2 separate regions of the Drosophila melanogaster genome follow, and region 2 is linked to region 1. A link is a contact called in public Hi-C data. All regions are on one chromosome and are shown on one strand. Each heading gives the region's core, a stretch centred on a gene start, on an enhancer-like site or on the middle of the called end of the contact. The rest is flanking DNA. Distances are from core to core; before and after follow the strand shown.

Region 1 (4,980 bases), core at 1,838-4,337:
CGATGACGCCGTTCAATGGAAGTCTTTTCATTTATTGTGTTTCCTTTTTTTTTTATGTTTTTATTTATTCCGAACAAACATTTCGATGACGCTGTGTGTTCCCAAACGCGATCTTTTTAACGCTTTTTTTTCCTCCCTTTTTTGTTTCTTTTTTTTTTGGGCTTGCCCTCTTGGAATTCTTTTGGAGTGGAAAATTCTGCCAAAAAGTTTGCGGAAATAACTGATAATCGAATCGGGTTAACAGTAAATTAGGATCGTTATTTCATAAAATACCAAATATGGCAGAAGGTTAATATTAATCCCAAAAGTGTATAGGCTTGCTCATAACTTTCACGAGACCCGTGGAAATTTCGCAGACAAACACCCCCACTCACAACTCACAACACACCCGTCGTAAAGCCATAAAATGGAGCCACTCTTTATCGAACCGAACCCAAGACGAACCCAAATAAAACCCTGATAATCATGTTCGATGATCATGTAAATGAATTAAGTCAATGTTTGACGTCAAGTGGTGTAGACAACAGAACATTTAATATGACAATAAAAGCATTTACTAATTGATAGCCCACATACTCCAGTTCATGGTGATCGTTGGGTATTTTTGGATAGATCGCCGAAGGATCGCTAGATCACTATCACAACGATCCAGGGGCACGTGCATCCCCAGAGTATTAAAAATTAAAAATCGAGAACGGAGAATTGAGAACTGAGAAGCCCGTGTTACGTGCAGAATTGGCGGGGAAGTCGTACGGACTACGGTCGTATATTATGTGAAACAAAATTAATAAATAACAAAATATTTACATATACCGACGCTAAATAGTCGTATAATCAATAATAAATAGCAGCAACTGCAAAATGAACACGTTTAGTAAATAATCGCAAAAGTCGTCAAGCGTCAAAAGCCGTGCTGTGCTTTTCTTTCGTTATTTTTCTTTTTTTTTTTTTTCTTTTCCAATTTTCAATTCTTCCCGGAGAAAGATGAGTAAAAATCTAGGGCGGGATGAGAGGGGTGTCGAATAAGGCACAGAATCGCAAGCATTGTGTCCGGAGTCTGAAAAATCTGGGTGGAAATACCAGGCGGGCCTGATGAGCCTATTGGGTGCTAATGATGACATTGTTTTACAAGCCGGCGCGGCAAGATGATTAATTGAATTGCGATCTATCAATGTCTCGTTTCCTCCGTCAGTCTCGTCATCGTCTTAGTTGGTGCTTCTGGTTTTCCTTCCTTTGATAAGACTACGTCAGAGCTTCGAGCTATACACGGCAATTAAAGGCGACAGTTATGTGTCCATAACTGCATAAAAGATTGGATAGAATTCTTAATTTTTAGCTTGCAAATCTTGAAACTATAATAATGACTTTCTATCGTTTTGTGTTTGTCTGCAAGTGATATAGTTTTTGTGATATACATATATGTATTTTTTTAACTTTGAAAATTGTTATTAATTTTAAACATTACGATTAATTTTGGAAATATTTCACTAACATGGATTTAGTATTTAATATCATTCCTATACATGTATTGCCGATTGGCCTTTATCCAGCAACCGAGTTAACAGAGTTACCAACTAACTGAACTGATTGACGAACCGAACGGATCTATAGTTTGGGCCATATTTGCTTATAACCAAATGCCCCATGATGGATGATGTTGGCCTAACATTCTTGAGCCCTCTGCCAATCGGACTGATCGATAACAGATACATAACTGGTTGCCGTTATTTGCGCTGACTACTGCTAACGGTACATTCGTAGCGGGCGTACGTAAAACGTTTTTGCATATGGTAACAACAGTTAAGCAAACACTTTTGCACTGTGAAACAATTTCGTTAATTAAATGCATTCATACTACAGATACCGTTTCGGAGGTGCGGCACTGATTGATTTACCGGATTTTGACAAAACACTCTAAAAAAAACAAAACCTATCCGAGTTAAACAGAATGTTTAAGATTAATGTCATTAAAGGTTCTTGTGTGATAGTATCATTGAGTTTGGCTAAGATTTCTGATATGTAAGAAAAAGACTATTTTTGTAAATGTAGAATCGAACTTAATTTTTTAAGAGATGCACATGGACTTTTTCCGCGAGTGTAGACAGCGCGTCTGAAGTGGGGCGCACATGCGAATCCGATCGTTTAGATTGGGCCCAGAAGAACTCTAACCTGTGCACTATATGTAATCGTTTCGATTCCGGGCGTGCAATGGATCGCGCTCTTGCTCCTCTCTTCGTGGCCCACTCAGATAACGCCGTGCAAGGTGACCACGGGAACCACACCAAAAATTAATGACAGTCACACGGATGGAAGAGATTTGTAGGTTGGGTGGCTTGGCGATAATGTGTGTTGTTTACAAGTGCACTGATATTAAATTGAATTCCTTCTGGTATTCCTTCTTTTTCATTTATTTGCAATTATTCTTTCCGTTCCATTCCGATCCTCTTAACTTTTATGCTTCACTTTCAGGATACCCACGATCAAAAATTGTTGAAAAAAAAAATAAACACTCGCAGGAACCGTTGGCTTTCGCCTTTCGCTGTGTGGTTTGTAGTTTTGACTTATTATTTTTTTTTTCTTTTAAAGAGAATCGCGAAACACTGAAGACTGAGCTAAAAAAAAAATATACACTCGCGGCGATCGCGTCGCAGGACCGTTACCGTTACCGGTGCTCGCTGAATTTGATGTGAAAAATGGAAGGTTGACACTTTTTGTTAACGGTGACGATCGCTCCGTCGCTTCTCGATTCCCGTAACCGTTCTGATTTAAATGGAACGCTCTGCTCCAAGCTCACGTCGGTTTCCAGTCTCTGCCGGCGTAGGCGTAGGCGTCGACGTCGCTGCCCGCTAACCGCTATTTCGGTTTCTTTTTCGCTTTTCCGTTTCGTTTTCGACAATTTCCAGCCGAGCTTTAAACTTAAAGTCGCCTTCTCTCTCCGCCCGTTTCCCGTTTTTCCGGAAGGAGCTTCACCGTTACATTACTACCAATTGGTTACTTCAAAACGAGCTCTCCTCGGAGTCCGGTACTTAAATTATAAAAAGAAATCAGAGCGAAGAGCTCAAAAGCGCACGGCAAGCGAACAAGCGGCATTAATACAATTCAACCAGCTCCTTTAACTGCCGATCGGTGAGTTAGTTCACTTATAGATGTGTATGTATGGGGTTGTGTGCACTGTACGTGTGATCTCTAATCCAGTGCTCACTCACATTGAGCTCTTCGCTCATAAAACAAGAACAAGACTGTTGGGAATCACTCAAAGAGGTGTGTGAGTGGCTTTTTTTTCGAGTGTGCGGGTGGGGGAGCCCCACCCCCAGCCCTGAACTAACTAAACGGAACTGAACTAAACTAAATCAAGTTGAAATGCCGATCGACAAACGGCAACTACGAAATTTGCCAGCAGTGCTCAGCCCACTAACTGCCTGCCCCCAACCTCTCCCTCCACCTCCACCCAACACCACCCCCCCCCCCCCTCAAACCAACCAAAATCGATCGTCGCAAAAAAGAGATACTGTGTAGTAACCAACGGAATATGGGTTTAGTACAGTGGAGCAAATCGTCGCCAGGATTGAACAACACATCTCAAGATCTTAATGAAAATTAGATTATGTTAAACTTAATATATTAATAAAATTCTTAATTGTTATATAATTCTATAAAACTTTCTGAGCTCCCTATTCCATCCTATGAATCATTGAATATAACAATAAAAATATATTTTTCGATTGATAACATTTCAACAACATTTCCTATAAGCCATAAAATTCGACCCTGACATGCCCATTTAATTAACGTCAAAAACTCGATTTTATACAACCCAATTTAGTAAAAGATATCTACGGTTAAGAAAATGTGCACTCATTGGGTATTTCTTGTTACAGTAATCTTTATTGCAAATGGTTTGATTTTAAGGAAAACGTTTATTGTATCTAAATGGTTAAACCTAAGGATAGGATAGATAGATAGATAGATAGGTGGGAAGGATATTCATATATTGAAAACTAACTAAATCATCTTGATCAAAGACACTATTTCTTATTGCTATTGTGTGCTTCGGATGTGAGGATCACTTCTCACGGCCCACTGTGTGCTCTGTTTTTGCTGATCAGCTTGACCAGCGACCTTTTTTAGAATCTACGGAGCATGGGCCACATCCCCACCCAAAATTGGGCGCATAAAAACCTTACCCATGGCGCCAACGCCATCGCCACTGCCACGCCCACCGACGAACCGTCAAGCCCAAAAAAAAAAAAAACACACACCTAAACGTGCGTTGTCAAAAAAAAAAGAAACAACCGAAGCAACCACAATCACAATCGCAACCAACGTAAATAATTTGTCTACGGATTTTAGTGCTTTACGACGGGCACTAGCCGAGCGCAAACTTAAATCGTCAAACGGCAGACGAGCCACCCCAATAGACCGATCCACACCCACCCGCTGAACCAGCGAGCCACCAAAACAATCACCTGGTAGCACGTTACTACCCACCATCATCCCACCTTGATCTTGGGGCTCAAACCACCTGATTCTGCCATCGTGGAAAGTATTCACTGTCAATGCCATTGTCAATAAAGAAGAACCCCCGTCGATCGGCATTGATGGTTAAAGGGAATTTGATTTCTAGGTACCCATAGATATGTTCAGTAATACCATGTTCAAGATCACTTGAGTTGAGTGGTAAGCATAGGTTTTTGGTGTGTTCTTTGATTTCAAGGTGCTTACGAAAGAGATCGAAGATCTTATATTATCCTTCTATGAACTCATAGCTAATAGACAATTAGGTTTAATAATAAAAAATATAAAAAAAAAAAAATTCAGAAAGTTCAGAAAGGATCTTGTGGCCCACTGTGCATGTGGAATACCTAGGGAGCCGAATCGAAGGGAACTCAAGATGTGAGAGCCATCAATGTAAGTGCAACTCAAACCGCCTGACACTTGACGATCAGAATTGAGTTATCGCCTCGTTTTTTTCGCCCCCCT
Region 2 (5,236 bases), core at 2,541-5,040, 330 kb after region 1:
AAGCTTTTTGTGGGTGTTTCGGCTAAGGTACAAATTTGCTACAGGTTCAATCTAAGTGGAATAGAGTTATCATCAGCATTTCGGTTCGATTTCTTTTTTGTTCGATTACTTCTGGAAGACTACAGCTAAGTACACAGCTATGTATTTAAAGGGTTTAAAAATGCAACAATTACTTTGAGTTTAGAGTTAATATAGAGAAAGATTTGTAGTTGGTTTAACGGCGAAAACAAACCACTCACTAACTATGTACAACAAGATGTCCAATTAACCATATTCCAATTATCTATTATCTAATAGTTCTCCATTTATTTTCTGTGTGTCCCTTAGTTCTAGCTACAAAAAAGTTTACAATTACACATCTATGCACTTGATAAATACTGTATGCCTGGTACATATCTATACATATATATATGCCTTGTATACATACATATATATTTATGTATATATATATGTATATGTAAATATATAATATGCATATACAGCGGATATCGTTTTATGCTACTTCTTTGTTTGCTGTGGTCCAATTTCTGATTCAAACATTTGTTTTGTATTTGATTTAGCTTGCACACTCGCACACACAACAGGCACACACACCAGATGTATATAGTACATATCGCCGGCCGACTTGATGACATTTCATCATTGTCACTAATTTGCTAATGGAGAATATATGCGCAGAAACAATTCACTCAACATTACGCATACGCCCCGGGGAGCATTTCTCCAATTCTCCATTCTCCTTCATGTCGCTTTTGTATTTGCGGCTATTATTTTGATTTACACATATATTTACCTTTTGCTTGTGCATATGTGTGTGTGTGTGTGTGTGTGTCATGTATGTTTACATATATTTCAAATAGAAAGTCAAACTGGTTCCAATTTAATGTAATTAGTATTTTTCTTCTTGCTATTTTCTTTTCGTATAAATATAGTTTCTGTGTAGTTTAAATTTCTCTCTATATATGTTTCATTAAATCGTTAAGAGTAAGTTTTTTAGGTTTAGTTTTAGTTTCATTGTGTAAAGCTTTCGTTTCGTACGTTTTCAATTTTCAATGGGTTTCATGTAAGTTGCGTGCACTCACACTCACACAGTGTCAATTTTCATCTATCTGTGTTTTCTGGAGGCAAGCAGTGTCGCACTTCCGGTGCGACAATGTACTTACAGTTGAGAACTGCGCTGCACTGCTTGCAGCCCTTTAAATGCGACCCAGACAAGTATGCCGATAAAATCGTGTTTTCGTTGGCCTCTCCAATGTTTCCGCACACTTTCATTATTTTTACAGTTGCACAAACACATCCATAATTGCATATTAATGGACGTGCGGTACCTAGATTTTTATTTTGGCAGATTCGCGTTGTCTTTCTTGCTACGCATTTCATTTAGTTTCTATGCAAATTTCTGCACATGTGTGTGTGTTCATTACAGCGAGTGTGTGAGTTATGTGTGTGCGGGCCAGAATGAGAGAGAAAGAGAGAGAGAGAGAGAGAAAGAGAAAAGAGAGAGAGAGAGAGAGAAAAAGGGAGAGAAAGAAAGCAGATATTTTAATTGCCATACACGAATTTCAATTCCCATGCGTTTGCATCCTTGTTGATTTTGCCTTGCATATGTGTGCGGTGTCGGTGTGCTGGTGTGTGTTGGTGTGCAAGTGTGCGTGTGTCTCCTTGGTGTGTCCAATTTGGCATAATGAAAACAACAACAAAAGCATGACAAGCAATAACAGTTAGCAAAAAAGTTAACGCTCAGCAAACTTCACAACAGTTTGAAGAACACGAATTTCTATGTGAAATAATGCAAATCGAATGGAATTCAACTGGCAGCCTTTTACATTTATCCAATAAAGTAGAAAGCTGCTTTCAATTAAAACAATTTGGTTATTTGACTCATTTTTCGCCAAAGACCAATTCAATATTCAATTTGCATTTGAATGACAACAACGTTTTTTGTTAAAGCCAAGTGATGGCCTGAAATTGGTCTGTTCATTAATCTGCATATAGATTTTATTTAATATGATTTCTGTGTATTTTACAGAATTTAATTAACGGAACGACAGCGTTTCAATTTTCGCTTTTAGTCGAAAAAAAAAAAGAAAAAACCTTCAAGTGAGGCATTCAAATGTTGAAAATTGTTCTGTCAAAAAAGTTTTCTCTCTAGCTCTCCCAATGCACACATACACACACACACACACACATTCAAAACACACCCACACACTCTAAGCTTCGCATATAGCAAGCATTTTCGTTTGAGCAATTTTTTCCCACAAGTTTTGATGGAATCATCCATTTTTTTTTACAATTAATATTAAAGTTTTTTTTTTGTGGTTTAATATACTTTGTTTTTCCATCACAGCTAACGTCAATTTATGTAACTCTAGGACATCTATCAACATTTCTAAGAAGACTTTTCTGGTCAAAAAATGATAGAACTCAAGGGAACATAAAGTAAACATTTGAATGCTTTTCATATATTTTCGATTTTGGTTCACTTTTACTTACATATTCTATAGATTTGTATACGTATTTTAAGACTATAACACATTTGACAGTTTGCAACATCAATCGATACACACAGAGAACGTTTTAAATTTCTTATAAACTTCATTTGGCTAATTACAGTACAAATTATAGGATAAATCGGAAACATAATGCACAATCGGGCGGATCTCAGCTTTAACATCCAATTATATTAAAAAAAAATATCTATAGTTTTGTATTTACAATTTTGTAGCTTTTTTGTACAATTTCTTTTTTTTTTTTTTTTTGTAAGTAGGTAAACAAACAGTTAAAAAACTTAAATTTATGTTGTATCCTTTTAAGAACTAAAGACAAATTTGAATTTAATTACTAAAGACAATCAATATATTATTTTTAATAACAATCAACTTGTGTTGTAACTTTAGTTATTGCCGATTTAGATTGTTCAGAGATCCACCCTGAAACACACATATATAATTTATTTAAGCACAAAATATACATATTGTATACATATATTTAAACACCGAAACGGAAAAGCGTTTTACTGGGGAATGCCACACAGATCTCTAGGGGCTTAAAATAATTTAAAATCGCCTCATGGGTCCAAAATTGAATTCTATGGATAAATACCGATAGTCTATTCACTCTTGCATTCGCTCAGACGTTAGTTATCAATTTAAAAATGATTTTAAGCATCTAGAGATATCAGTGCCATCCTTTCAAGTGGATTTTGACTGGGGTGCAAAGTGGCTTGTTGGTTGGTTGGTTGGTGCTGGCAAGGATACTCACTGCTCACCGCGATTAGCAGGAGACACCCTGCTTGGCCACCGTGTACCAGGTGCTCACGGTGACCAGCGACGGCGAGTCGGGGGTGGTGGGCGGCTGTGGCTGCTGCGGATCGACCTCGACCTCGGCCCCGCCCACAATCACGTTGAGGGGTGCAAGGGGGTGCTGTTCGGAGGGCGGTAGCTGTGACGGATCTGCTGGTGGCGCAGGTGGTGCAGGTGGACCAGGTGCTGCTGCAGCTGCTGCTGCTCCAGCTTTCGATAGCGAAGCAGGTGGGCATGCCCGGTGCTTCCGCGGCCGGGACTTGCTCTTGGCCTTCTGGCTCTGCGACTGGGGATGATGGAAGTGCATGGGCTGGGGGGTGTGGAGGTCGCGACCCACCTGCGGCCCCACCTGCGGACACCGGAAGCGAATGGCCTGCTCGTTGGCCACATTGATTTCCGGCCACCGGGTCAGCTGCTGACCATGGTGACCCTGATGGCCCTGCTGGCCCTGATGGTGACCCTGTTTGCTCTGATGGCGCTTCCTGCTCTTGCTGCGCTTGCGCGACTTGGACTGCGATTGCGATCGACGATTGGATCTGGGCTGCTGCACCACTGACTGTGACCTTTGGCAGTGGCGGCAGACAAAGGATCTGTACTCCTCATCGGAGTCCTCATCATCCTCGTCCTGGTCGTCGTCATCCTCCTCCGCCGCTCCGTAATCATATAGGACATTGCAATTGAGTGTTGTTCCAGTGGCCGCCGAGGCGGTGGTGGTGCTTGTGGTGCTATCGCCATCCATGTCGATTATGTGACAACAGTTTTGATGTCTAGTGCTATGTGGTTGCTGCTGTTTTTGCTGTTGCTTGTTCTTCGTCTTGTGGTTGGACTTACGTTTCTCTGGCTCCTGCTGCTGATGCTTCTGATGCTGCAGATGCTGCTGCTGTGCCGACAGCTGATGTCGCCGCCGCCGGGGCACCGTGTACTCATCGCCCTTGTCCGTCGGATATGGTCAGAACGCTGTGTCAAACACGGACATCGACCGGGAGATGGCGTCGTCATTGCGACAGGCCTCCAGAAACTCCTCCAGCGTGACCACGCCATCGCGATTGGTATCCATTTTCTGTAGGCAAGAAGACAAGTAGAAACACATTAGCAAATACATTATATACATGCTAATGGGTATTTTTATTTTAATGGACAATAGTTCTTTACTTCTAATTTCAATCCATATTTCTGCTGCATATTAAAGAAAGCAACAGACCGCTGAGTGCTGACTGCTTGCCAATGGCACTGCTTTGACAAACTGCTTCCGCTTCCGGCCCCCAAACGCGTACTATGGAATTTTGATTTAGAGCGTCGGACAGAGGACAACTTTCGGAATGCGCCATGAATGATCCTGGCCATCTATCATCAATTTCACTCTCGCATGCCGCTGTTTAAGAGCTTTTGCCGGTCGCATTTGATGCGCTCAATTTATTCGGAATGCCAACGACCGCTAATGACAACGCGTGACTGGCAAGCCAAACAGGACGATGTCCTGCAGATGAAGCCATTCTACGCTGCCCATCCATTTTGGCCAGCCTGAGTTTGCTGGCCGGCAAATTGAAATAGACAATTTGAATTTGCATAATGCAAAGTAAATAAGTTTCATGTTCGCGAGTCAAATTCAAATTGTACGCGCGTAATTAGCATAAATAATGGCCGCGAATCGACCGTGTATTTGAAATTCGAAGATTTTGAGTTTCAGCGGTGGCGGCAACGAACCCACCTGGAAGATCTGCTCCACCTTGCCCTTGATCTTCTCCTCCTCGGGACACTCGTCCGGCAGGCGGCCCATCAGCTCGTATATGGCAGTTACAATGTCAGTCATTTCCTCCCTCGTAATGAAGCCGTCGCCATTGATGTCGTACAGCGAGAAGGTCCAGCGCAGCTTCTCCTCCACGGAGCCGCGAGACAGTATCGAAAGTCCTTGAACAAAGTCCTGTGACAGGAAG

What was found. Hi-C and Micro-C count contacts between places; a contact is called where the count stands out from the background.
Region 2: a Hi-C map of the Kc167 cell line shows a contact between it and region 1, with 2.2 times the contacts expected there. The contact joins the enhancer-like site here to the promoter of Ork1 in region 1. A contact is called at or near these places in 2 of 107 Hi-C or Micro-C datasets (the Kc167 cell line and wing imaginal disc).

Annotation. Positions count from the first base shown.
Region 1 is chrX:10,888,163-10,893,142 of dm6, forward strand. It overlaps Ork1 (Open rectifier K[+] channel 1), which reads right to left and starts at 3,088. Exons shown (of 7, transcript NM_167259.3): 1 at 2,479-3,088. lncRNA:CR45616 (long non-coding RNA:CR45616) reads left to right here and starts at 3,270. Exons shown (of 1, transcript NR_123862.1): 1 at 3,270-3,811. lncRNA:CR45617 (long non-coding RNA:CR45617) reads left to right here and starts at 4,099. Exons shown (of 1, transcript NR_123863.1): 1 at 4,099-4,586.
Region 2 is chrX:11,220,856-11,226,091 of dm6, forward strand. It overlaps CG44422, which reads right to left. Exons shown (of 8, transcript NM_167277.2): 6 at 5,011-5,223; 7 at 4,273-4,362; 8 at 1,778-4,224. The coding sequence ends at 3,274. Among named protein-coding and RNA genes, the nearest start is that of CG11106, 21 kb to the left of the region's middle. Within about 2 kb of position 3,791, at least 3 of the 39 cell types and tissues checked have an H3K27ac peak or open chromatin away from gene starts, as enhancers often do. A contact at or near this core is called in the Kc167 cell line, where this site is marked.